Regions from separate parts of the Dromaius novaehollandiae genome. Here region 1 is linked to region 2. A link is a contact called in public Hi-C data. All regions are on one chromosome and are shown on one strand. Each heading gives the region's core, a stretch centred on a gene start, on an enhancer-like site or on the middle of the called end of the contact. The rest is flanking DNA. Distances are from core to core; before and after follow the strand shown.

Region 1 (5,138 bases), core at 1,111-3,610, 140 kb after region 2:
TTTAGGTACTTTGTAATTTAAATAAATGTCAACCCAACTGTGTATGTATCCTAAATAAATTTGGGCTTATTTATTGTAACACTGCGTGAGTCCAGTGGTTCTCCTCTTGTGTTTCGTAACCTCCAGGGAATTTCCAGGAAATGTCTAGACAGAGAAGCTGACGACCTGACTGCTGCTTTTACGTGCTCTTTTCTTCCAGCGTGGCCACCGGCAGACAGGTCCTTCTCAGATGCCAGAAATATCCTGCAAGCCACAGCAGCAGGGACTGCACTGCTCGAAGTGCTCTGCACTGCTGCAGTGGAGTGTAAAGATTCCCGGGGCGCGTATGCAGGCTGCCAACGATGGAAACGAGGAGGCAAAGTCTAAAGCCCTCAGAAACCCCGTATGGAGCAGTCCATAAAATTATGTAACAAGAGTAGTGCTCACTGTGGCCTTTCTGATCATTGTGAGGGGCATTTTGGAGAGTCCTGTAATTTGAGATGAATACCAAGAACATACTGTTAACTGGAGATAATAAATCCTATCATTGCTTTGAGTTTAAACACAACTGCCCATCTTTTGTTCTGCTATATATTATAGCAGGATTTTATTGGGAGAAATACTTACAGTGTTCAAACACTTGACATATGAGAACGTGCAAATGCCTGAAATACTCAGTGGTTTGAGAGAATAGACATAGCATCCCCATTTGCTGGCTCTGGAAGCAGCTGGTAATAAATCACAAAATTGATTACCCGAAAATCATGCCACAAAGGAGAAGAACCTTCCTCTATACAGAATTTGCAGTACACGTAGAAATCTCTGTGATATCTTTGCAGTGCTGGAATAGATAGGGGGAATCGTGATGTTTTCAGCTACAGAAGTACTCAGTGCTTCTCACACTATTTTGTTCCAGCGGTTGAATAAGGAAATTGGATTTGCTCCCAGGAGTAAAATACTCATTTATCACCTCATGGAAAGCATGGTTGCTGTATAAGATGTGCTTTTGCCCGTTCCACATGTGTTTTCGGAGTGTACTACAATGTGTACGCACCTCAGGACACTTTTACCTGCCAAGCGATGATCTGCATCTACCGGAGCGGCTGACCGCTCAGACTGGCTCTGGGCCGGGTCTGCAATCTGAGCGCGGTGACACACCACAGCTTTCAGCTCCTGCAAAATCTTCGTCAACCTATACGTGAGCAAACCACGGTCAGAAAGAGACTTGCAAAGAGATTCCTCTCCCGCACTTTAACCAACAAACAATTAACAAAGGATGTTACATGCTGCCGGATCCTTGGAGAACATAATATACAAAGGCAACCCCTGTTTTACCTCCCGCAGCGGCCGGTGAGCGCCCCGCGCCTCGAGGAGGTCGGGGTGCGCGGTTTCTTTTCGAGGGAGGCCTCCGTCGATGCTAACGATGGCCCTACCGGGATTTGCCAGCTGCATTTCTGGCATGTTGTATCTCGGGGTACTGCTGGGCGCAGGTTTTACACGCGATTCTCGCGCGTTGAGGGTCACGCTGTGACATTCAGCCACTGGAGGGTAGTGTGGAGCTGCGCTGCCGCCGGGGCCTGGGGACAGGCATGGTGCGGTGTGTAACAAATCCCCAACAAAAAAAAAGGGTACTTCAGCTAAAGGAGGGGAAATGTGCTCGTTCCTCAGGCTGCTTTTAGACTCCTCATGATTTTTCTTTTTTTTTTCCCAGGTAAATTTTTATTTGCTCGAACACTGTGCTCGGGCCCCGGCCTCGCACAGCAAATGCCGCGGTTGAGCTCCGGCAGAGTTAGCGACAGGGGATTTTATGGATGACACGTGCACGGGGATCCGCCACGGTGCCTCTCGGGGGCAAGGGCAGATCGCTTGGACAAGGTGTGAAACGCACTGCGGAAAGGAAGCTCTCCGTCCCTGTGAATATTACGAGTCCTATCAGTTCTGCTTTAAAAAAGATGCGCAGGCTTGTGCACGGGTTTGCTCTTTCACTCTGTTCTGCAGAGTCGGGGGACACCGGTCCCGCCGGGGCGACCACAGTGACGTCCCCAGGGAGCTCCCAGGCCACGGGGATGGCGGGGCCTCCGGGCCGGCTCTTCCCGGGAAGGGCCGGGCGAGCTGCGCACCTCGGCCTCCGCTTCGGTCACTCCCGGGCGCCCGCAGGAGACGGCCTCTGCGCAGGCCGTTACCCAAGATGGCGCGGAGGGGGGGGGGGGGGGGAGGCGGTCCTTCCCCCCCGCCCGCTCCCGCGCAAGATGGCGCGGGGGCGGGGCGCGCGGCGAAACGCCCCGCCCCCCGCGCCGGCCCCGCCCCGCGCCGCCGCGGCCGGTCCTCCGAGGGCGCTGCGCGACGGCGCTGCCGCCAGGGGCCGCTGCGGGGCGCGGCGGCGGCGGCGCGGCCCCTCTTGCCGCGCGGCGCGGCGGCGTCATATGACGGCGGCGCGGGGGTGAGGCGGGTCGCGTCGCAGCGAGCGGGCGTCGGTGGGGCCGGAGCCGCCGCCGCTGCCGCCAGTGCCGGAGCCGGAGCCGGAGCCGGAGCCCGCGCGAGGCAGCGCCCAGGGCCCGCCGCCGCCATGCTGGCGCTGCTGTCGCGGCTGCTGGACTGGTTCCGCTCGCTCTTCTGGAAGGAGGAGATGGAGCTGACGCTGGTGGGGCTGCAGTACTCGGGCAAGACCACCTTCGTCAACGTCATCGCGGTGAGCGGCCCGGCCGGGCCGGGCGGGCGGGCGGTGCGTGTGTGCGCGAGGGGGCCCAGCCGGGCCGGGCGCGGCCTTCCCCCCCAGGCCCCGCAGCGCAGCGCGGGGTGGCTTCGCCGCTCGCCCCGCGCACGCAGGTCTGCCCCGGTGGGCGCCGGTCAGGGATTCAGCGCTGCCTCTCTCCCTCCCAGCTGTTCCCTCGGCTTTTTGTGCACCTCCGTTGCAGAAACCTGCGTCAGGTAGCCGTGAGGTGCGTCCTGGCAAGCGCCGCTACCAGGCCTGGTGGCAGCAGGCTGCTCGGCCTACCTGGGCCTGCTGCTCTGGTGCTCCGCCTGGAGCGGGTGAAGGAAGGGTGTGGGGAGCCTCCTCCGTGAGGCCTTTCCTGTTGCTGAACAAGGGGGGGAAAATGGCTTGCTTAAATGGGGTGTTTGGCTTCGTCTGCGTCCTGTTCTGGGGATGCACGTGGCAGAAGGCGCTCGGAGACGAGCTGGAGTTTGGAGGCCCTTGTAGGGAGGCTGCGGTGGGAAGCCGGTGCACCTTTCTGTTTTGCAGGGAGCACGATTGCCTTGAGGCTCTGGCGCGCCCGGGATCGGGAAGTGAACGTCTCCAACCTCAGATCTGAACAGACCCTCAACCTTGCTTTGAGGCTGTGTCCTTAATATTTTTATGAGTGTCATTGTTTGTCAGTTGGATGGATATCTTGGTAGGGAAAAGGCTGTCATTCTCTTACATTTGTATGTCATCCTCTTTACACTGATTAGCTATCAAAACATAACAAAGATATTGTGTAGTTGAGAATATTAGTACTTAGTGGGCCCAGTCGTAATCGCATGAAGTGGACAACCCTAGTGAAAGGTACGTTAAGCAAAAACTGTTGGACTAACCTGAAACAGAACTGTTGGGGTTGTTCAACGGTTTTTTTTCAAGCTTCCAAGTTGTAGGATATTTTTTGAATAGAAGCATCTAATAGTTGAGCTGATACTGATTGGTTTGTTCTTGCAACTAAATTTGGGCAGTGGGATTATTTTGCAGGTTTTTCATCTTCTGGAGTCCTGGATGGTAATACCTTACACAGTGCCATTCACTTTTCTGTTTGTGTAGCACCAGCAGCACATCTCCTTTGAGGAGTTATTTGTGAAACTGTAGTGCAGATGTGTGCAGTTGTAGTAGCTGCATAGAAATTTAGTCTATATAGATTGTCTCAAGTGGTAGTGCTGCTGTATAAAGCTGACATCTTCATCCAGCTTGCTTTGCTGGGAGTTGAATCTTGCAGGAGTCCAACTGCACAGTAGCATCACACCCAGGAATTTATCTGAGTGTCATTCAAATAGGCTTGCAAAACTGAGTGAAATAAGGAAGTTGTGCAAAATGTGCAACCTAGTTAGGTTAGCTGGTTTTGGTTAGGAAATAGCAAGTTGCATTTCCAAAGTTTTTAATTAGGGAATCTAGTGACTTTGGGGCGGATAGAGGTGGAATGGAGTGAGTATGTCAGACTTCAGAGACTTGCTCAAGTTTTTGTTTTGTCTTGGGTTTTTTGGTTTTTCTAACAAGTAATAAAAAATACAGCATGAGCTTCAGTAACCAGCACAATATTGCTTCTCACAGAAAGAGTAGTGCAGCCCATGGCATGCAGATCTCTCTTCTTGTCAGTCACTTCTTTGGCTTATTTTAATTCCTAGTGTGCATTTGGAAACTAGCGCCCAGAAAAGAACTGCTCTCTGCAGGCCAGTTAATGGCCTCCATGGAAGTAGCTGTCAAAGCATTGGGATTCCATAAAACTAAAATGAAAGGAATGACACAGCAAGATGCTAGTCCTATAGAGTAGCTCTAGAAACTGGATTACATACCAGGAGCTCGGTATGGCTTATAAGGCTGCATCCGGTGTAACAAAGCTGTTACCAGACTTCTAACAGTGCATTTAATCTAATGCAGATCTCTAATGTAATCTGGTGTGTTGTGTGGGTATCCAATCAAATCAAGCATGTGTAACTGGAGGAAAAACTCAAGCCAATTACAAAGGAGCCTTGACACAACTGCTGCCTGCCATGAAGGTGGAAAAATCTGTGAAAGGCAAACAATCCAATTCTGCAATAACCTTTTTCTAGGCTGATAATCCTCCTTGGCCATGTTTATGCCTCTAGTGTAAACAAACGCTTAGCTTGTCTGTAATCACACCAAGCTTAGTTTGCTTAGAAGGTTTAAAAACCTTAGCAGGGAAATCTAGTCGTAGCTGGCTGCAACAAATGCAGCTTCTGCTTTGCTAAGGCTTCGTGTTAGTCACTGTCTCTAATTGGATATTAAACATAATGAAAATAGTTTTCCATGTGCGTGAGTAAACTTGCTCACAAGGGAGACTATCATTTCCTCCTGCTCCTAATTTCCATAATGTAGATGGCCTATGGCTCTTATTCAGAGATACCGCATGTCATTGCTATCTTGCATCTTGATTTTTTAGCTGAGGCCTTGAAAT
Region 2 (5,265 bases), core at 948-3,447:
TCTCTGCCTGTAATAAATCAGGCAGCATGTGCAGAGCAATTCAGAGTTTGGTCTGAAGGCTGCGAAGGAGGAACGTTCCTGCTCCTTGGTGGAGCGGTGCCCTGGATGGAGCAGGTGTGTTTATAGCTCTCGGAAATGAGCATCATCTGTTTACAGAGAGGGTTTCAGACCCTGGTTCGAATCAATTTCTCAAAAGAAATCCCTGTGTTTCCTTTTTTTTTCTCTTTTTTTCCCTTGTCCCCCTGGCAACTGTAAACATTTAGGGCAAAGAGTACAGAAAGTTCCATTGTTAACAAAATTATTAACTTGCCTGTCTGTCAAACTCTGGGTAGTTTACTTTTTCTGATCAGCTGAAATGCTCCTCCTTCCCTCAGGGTAACACCATATTAGAGTAACTGTCCTATGGCATAGCTGCATTAAAATTTCACAGTATCTGAGTGAGACTGCATGCGTAGATAGATCTATATATCTTGCAGTTACTACTGTAAGGTAATTTCAATGAGGGGAGTCCAAACACCCTTATGCAATGAACTCTTTAAAAAAAAAAAAAAAAAAAAAAAAAGGTCTATTATCAGATGTAGTCTGTCTATTATCAGATGTAGTAGTAGGGAAGTTGGAGTTACAGTCCCTCTTAAAACTTCTGACTGCAGACAGGGAGTGCCCTTCTCGCTGGTGAATAACGCTGGAATCCACCTTGGCGCCCCGGAAATCCCCCGCAGAACGGGAAGGATTGTCACCGCCTGTAACCGAATGTGTCAGTCGGGACCTCTGTGGCTGGCAAATCTGACTTTCTGAAGTACTTGCAAAGCTGAAGACACGCTGTGGAAATGAAGGGAAGGAGTGATAGGCTTTAATCCAACTGGCCTTACATTGGCCTAGTTAATTTACTTTCTATTGAGGGATTTCTCTTGAAGGTAGCTTTTGGTGGCACTGTTGGATAGGAGCGGCAGGAAGGAACTCCTGTCCTCCAGGAGAGGTGGTATGGTGTGGTGCGTGTTTTTAACATCTATTAATATGGTCTGAGGACCATGAACCTTCCTCGTACAAATATGGGGATAAAATGTTTAAGCTTTCGCAGATGTTTTTCAGACTCTGCAGCATCTAGTATTGAGGCAGGCCTCACAGGACAGGTTTCTTCTGGGGACAGAAATTATGATATACTGAAAATGAAATCTGTTTTTTCAGTATTTCCAAAACATTCAAGTTCCTGTAAACTGTAAACGTGCACAGACCTTTGGGATGGGGTCTATGAAGACTGGTATTAAAATAAAGAGCAGAAAACATATCTTGGAAGATGGAAGAAAAGCATGATTGGTTTTAATAGAAAACCAAAACCCAGTGCTGGGTATTCAAGTCATGATCTTAGGGAGTTGTGTGTTCAGAGCTCGTCTTTCTGTTTCCACTCTGGGCTCCCGGTGCTGCAACTTCGCAAACCTTCCGAGAGCGTTAGACTGATGTTACGAGCTATGACTCTGTGCAGATTAAAAAGCCCAATAGGGACGACTTAGCATAGGCTCTATGCAGATGTTTCTAGTAAGAGAGAGAGAATAAAATCCTTAGGACACTGACATGTTCTCTGTACAAAGCTCTTGGGCTGAGTCTCTCTTAATCTACTCCTTACGTACTGGGCTTGTACCCCTGTGATTTTTATTCTTGATGGAGTTGTTACCAATGCTGGCCTCTCTAGGAGGCAGCTCAGGACCAAACTACATTTTTCTCAAGTATTTTCAGGTGTGAATCTTGATGCAATGGTAACAAACCCCTGCTGCAATTGGATACAACAACTTGACTTGCTTTTAGTTCAGTCCCTAACCCACAATGAAGTCCAAGCACCGTACAAGTGCAGATTTTGCAGTGCTCCAAATCTCAGGTTGAGATGATTGTATGGATCTTGGGTTCTCTGTGGTCCAGGAGCATGACTCCGGTAGCAAAGCACTCCCCACTTTAAAGCATCTCTGCCTCTCGTGCCAACTTCCCAGTCTGCTCTCCTTGGATTTAGGTAGGTGCCAGGATTCCTTAGGCACTAAGATGTGCATCTCCCAGAGAAAGAGGCTGCTCTTACGGAAGGGCGAGTAAGGAGGAGAGAAGTGTTAGCCTTCACCTGCAGGTGGCATTCGCAGGATGCCGAATGTGACTGGGAGATGTCCTACTTTTTTTTTCTTTTTTCCTCCCTACATTGCAGTGAACCGCTCCATTGGGCACCTGCCAACATTCAAGCAGCAGTTACATAAGAGCAGCCTTTTTTCCTGGAATTTAGGCCTGCTGCTGATGTGTGACCTTCAGCAGTAATTGCCAATAAATGTGGTGGAGCTGTTTACAGTTACTTCAGCCCGTGCTGAGGCTGCCAGGAGCCGAGGCTGCAGCGGTAGCTGCCGCGGTTGTAGGGCTGCTGGTTCTTCTCAGGATAATGCTGTTCCCATATGATTTAGATCTGTATTTTTTATTATTCAAATTGTTTGTCTGCCTGAAGAGAGAGCTCTGTCGAGCTCTTATTCCTCTGCAGAGCTGATGGTGATCTGTCCCCGAGCCTGAACCCTTGGGCAGGGATGGTCCCTGGCCCGTCATCTTTGCACGTAGCTAGCAGAAAGCAAAAAGACCAGATGCAGCAAAACTCAAAGCACCCTGAGTTTGCACTGTAATTATTTAGCTCAGAAGACTTTTAACATTTGAGGTAAATAACTGATTTAAGTAAAACTTCTATTAAAAGGCCAGTGGGTTTTTTGATTAAGTAATGACATCTGTTATCTTCTTTATTCAGTTAATAAACAGTATCCAATGAAATACACCTGCAGACTCGCTCAATATAGTTTTTGAGTTGGGGCTTTTTTTTCCCTCTTCACTTTGGTCTTGAGGTTTCAAGTAGGTGGAAAGAGAACTGAAAATCCTGGTTCAAAGGGTTTGACTGAAGTAACCTTTTCAGTGATGTTTTTCAATGATAAACTGTAAAACTATTTTAGAACAGCTGAGTAAGGTGCAAAATATGTGCTATTTTGTGGATCTTTTAATTGGATTTAGAAGAATTATTAACCTCCTAAGTGCTGGAGAGATGCAATTTTATATTATTTTCCTGGTAGAGAGAGCTTACACCACAGTCATTTCTCTTGTGTATTTTACACTTAGACAGTGCTTCACTTGTTATGTCTCGAGTAGAGGAAATGCAGGCTCTAATAAATTTTTGTGGGCTGCCTTATATTTTTTTTCCCTTCACAAATCCTGCAATCTTTGGACTGTTATTGCACAAACTAGACCTGGAATTTGTAAGCTCTTTGGAACAGGAGACTGGAGCATTTCTAACAGTAATTTGTCAAAATATTTGCACCATGTTAACAGCAGATTAAAGCTACCAATGTAAAATGTGTAGCAAAGGTAGTTTTTACTATATTCAGTTACTGTAAATGGCTTGAAAGATTGGGAATTGTAAGAGGAGCAAGTGAGATTTAATTCTCACTGAAGGTCCGTGGCATATAAGAGACCAAGCTCTTTAACTTGAGGAAAGTCCCAGCCCAAATAAAACATGCCTTCGAAACTGCAAACTCTGGAAAACTAAAGAACGAACGGTCATATGTAGATCTTGGTGACCTTTCAGCTTAGACGCTGACAGTCCTAGGGCCAGGTTTCCCACCCAAAGGTCTGGCAGCGCACCGAGGCTCTGCGGATGCACGGAGGTGGGAGTCGTGCAGGCGTGCACACGCATGTGCGCAGAGGTGAGCAGGCGTAAGCGTGCGGTTGCGGCTGCGTCACGCGGTGCAGCGGTCCCCCTCCTCTCCCCGCAAATCCTGCGGGCTGTGCGCGAAGGCTGCAGGAGCTGTGCACCATAACAATATACTGTTCCACATCTGATGCTGCCGCTTAATTTATGCCAGTGTAAAATCCTCCGTCGCATTCTAAAAATATAATGCACAGTAACTTCGATACGGGTCTGTTACAACGATAAACTGTAACGTGGGAAGAATTTTTCAAAGCAGGTTCAGTGCTTTTGGTTCCCAGTTATTCTCTGCTGCCCTGAAACTTATCCATAGCAAGTCAAATACATTTTTGACAAACACACCTACATATCATCTGCAAAGGCTAAAATTTCCCATCCAATACAAATTTTTTTCTCAGTTCTACAAGGTAAAGATATTGGCTTTACGAAGGAGGCTTTGCAAGTAAATAACCTACACTGGTGGGTATTTATCTTTTCATGGAATTCATCTATTATTATTGAAGAATTATGAAGGACAGCCAACTAATTTGTTCTATAACTTGTTTTCATGGTTCAGGACAGGTAGCAGAATGAGAACATTTTGCTTTGCTGGGTGTTTGCAGTAAGAGCGATAGTGACTGTATCATACAGAGAAGAGAAATTCAGAAGAGAGAGGAAAGAAGTGGACAGGGTCTTCTAGGACTGTATCTAAACAGCCACTATCCTAACTTCAGTGCCAGTTGATACTGGAGATGATAGTGTAAGATTTAAGGTAGATAAAATAGAAGGCAGTAGTTTGCTAATAAGCTCTGTCCCAGATCTTTGCTACTATTCTTTACATGTGGATATACAGCCTGGCTATCAAAAACTTAATTTGATATTTGACTGACTCTGTAGTTGTTTTTTTTATATACTTTTTATTTCCTCTGCTATGCCAAATAGCTCTCCCCACCACCCCAATAATCAGATGACATATGCATGAAATTGGGTCAGTTTTGGAATTCACAGATTTCAAGACCAGAAGGGACCATTAAGTAATTTAACTTGACTTCCTGCCCAGTGCAGGCATCTAATTTCTCCAGTTGTTTCTGTACTGAGCAAAAAAATTGTTTGACTAAACGTCTTCAAAATATTGTGTTGATCTTGAAGACCTTCAAAGATGGATGTCAGTTTATAGCAGTGCATTGCACTAGCTAGTCACTTCTGTGTCTGATTTAGAGTGCTCAGATAGAAAGTGACCTTAAGGAGACATGATAGTTTGGAAACTGGCATGAAAGTGTGAAAGTCAAACAGTCTGAGGTTTGCCAGCCTGTTTGTCGTTTGAACTTAGAGATGGTCTGAAATGGAGGAAATAGGTTTGTGCTTTTATGTGCACTATTTTGTCCATTTTATGTCAAAATTCCAAAGTTTAGTGATGCTGAAGAAAAAAGGATCAGGTTTTTGAAAGCGTTTGTAAGCATATGCTCACACAAACATGCAGCTTTTCCTGATGAGATTATTTTCCATCCATTTTTTAATATTACAATATGAGATTTTTTTTCTATCCTGTTTTACTGAAGCCATTCCTTGGAGGAGACCTA

The links. Hi-C and Micro-C count contacts between places; a contact is called where the count stands out from the background.
Region 1: a contact with region 2 is called in a Hi-C map of brain, with 5 times the contacts expected there. The contact joins the promoter of ARL8B here to the enhancer-like site in region 2. A contact is called at or near these places in 2 of 4 Hi-C or Micro-C datasets (brain and ovary).

Annotation. Positions count from the first base shown.
Region 1 is chr12:24,932,137-24,937,274 of bDroNov1.hap1, forward strand. ARL8B (ADP ribosylation factor like GTPase 8B) reads left to right here and starts at 2,361. Exons shown (of 7, transcript XM_026110666.2): 1 at 2,361-2,668. The coding sequence starts at 2,546. LOC112988862 (a long non-coding RNA gene) reads right to left here and starts at 2,175. Exons shown (of 2, transcript XR_003260643.2): 1 at 1,315-2,175; 2 at 47-1,171.
Region 2 is chr12:24,792,009-24,797,273 of bDroNov1.hap1, forward strand. The region is part of intron 41 of ITPR1 (inositol 1,4,5-trisphosphate receptor type 1); the gene reads left to right. Among named protein-coding and RNA genes, the nearest start is that of ITPR1, 100 kb to the left of the region's middle. Within about 2 kb of position 2,198, at least 1 of the 2 cell types and tissues checked has open chromatin away from gene starts, as enhancers often do.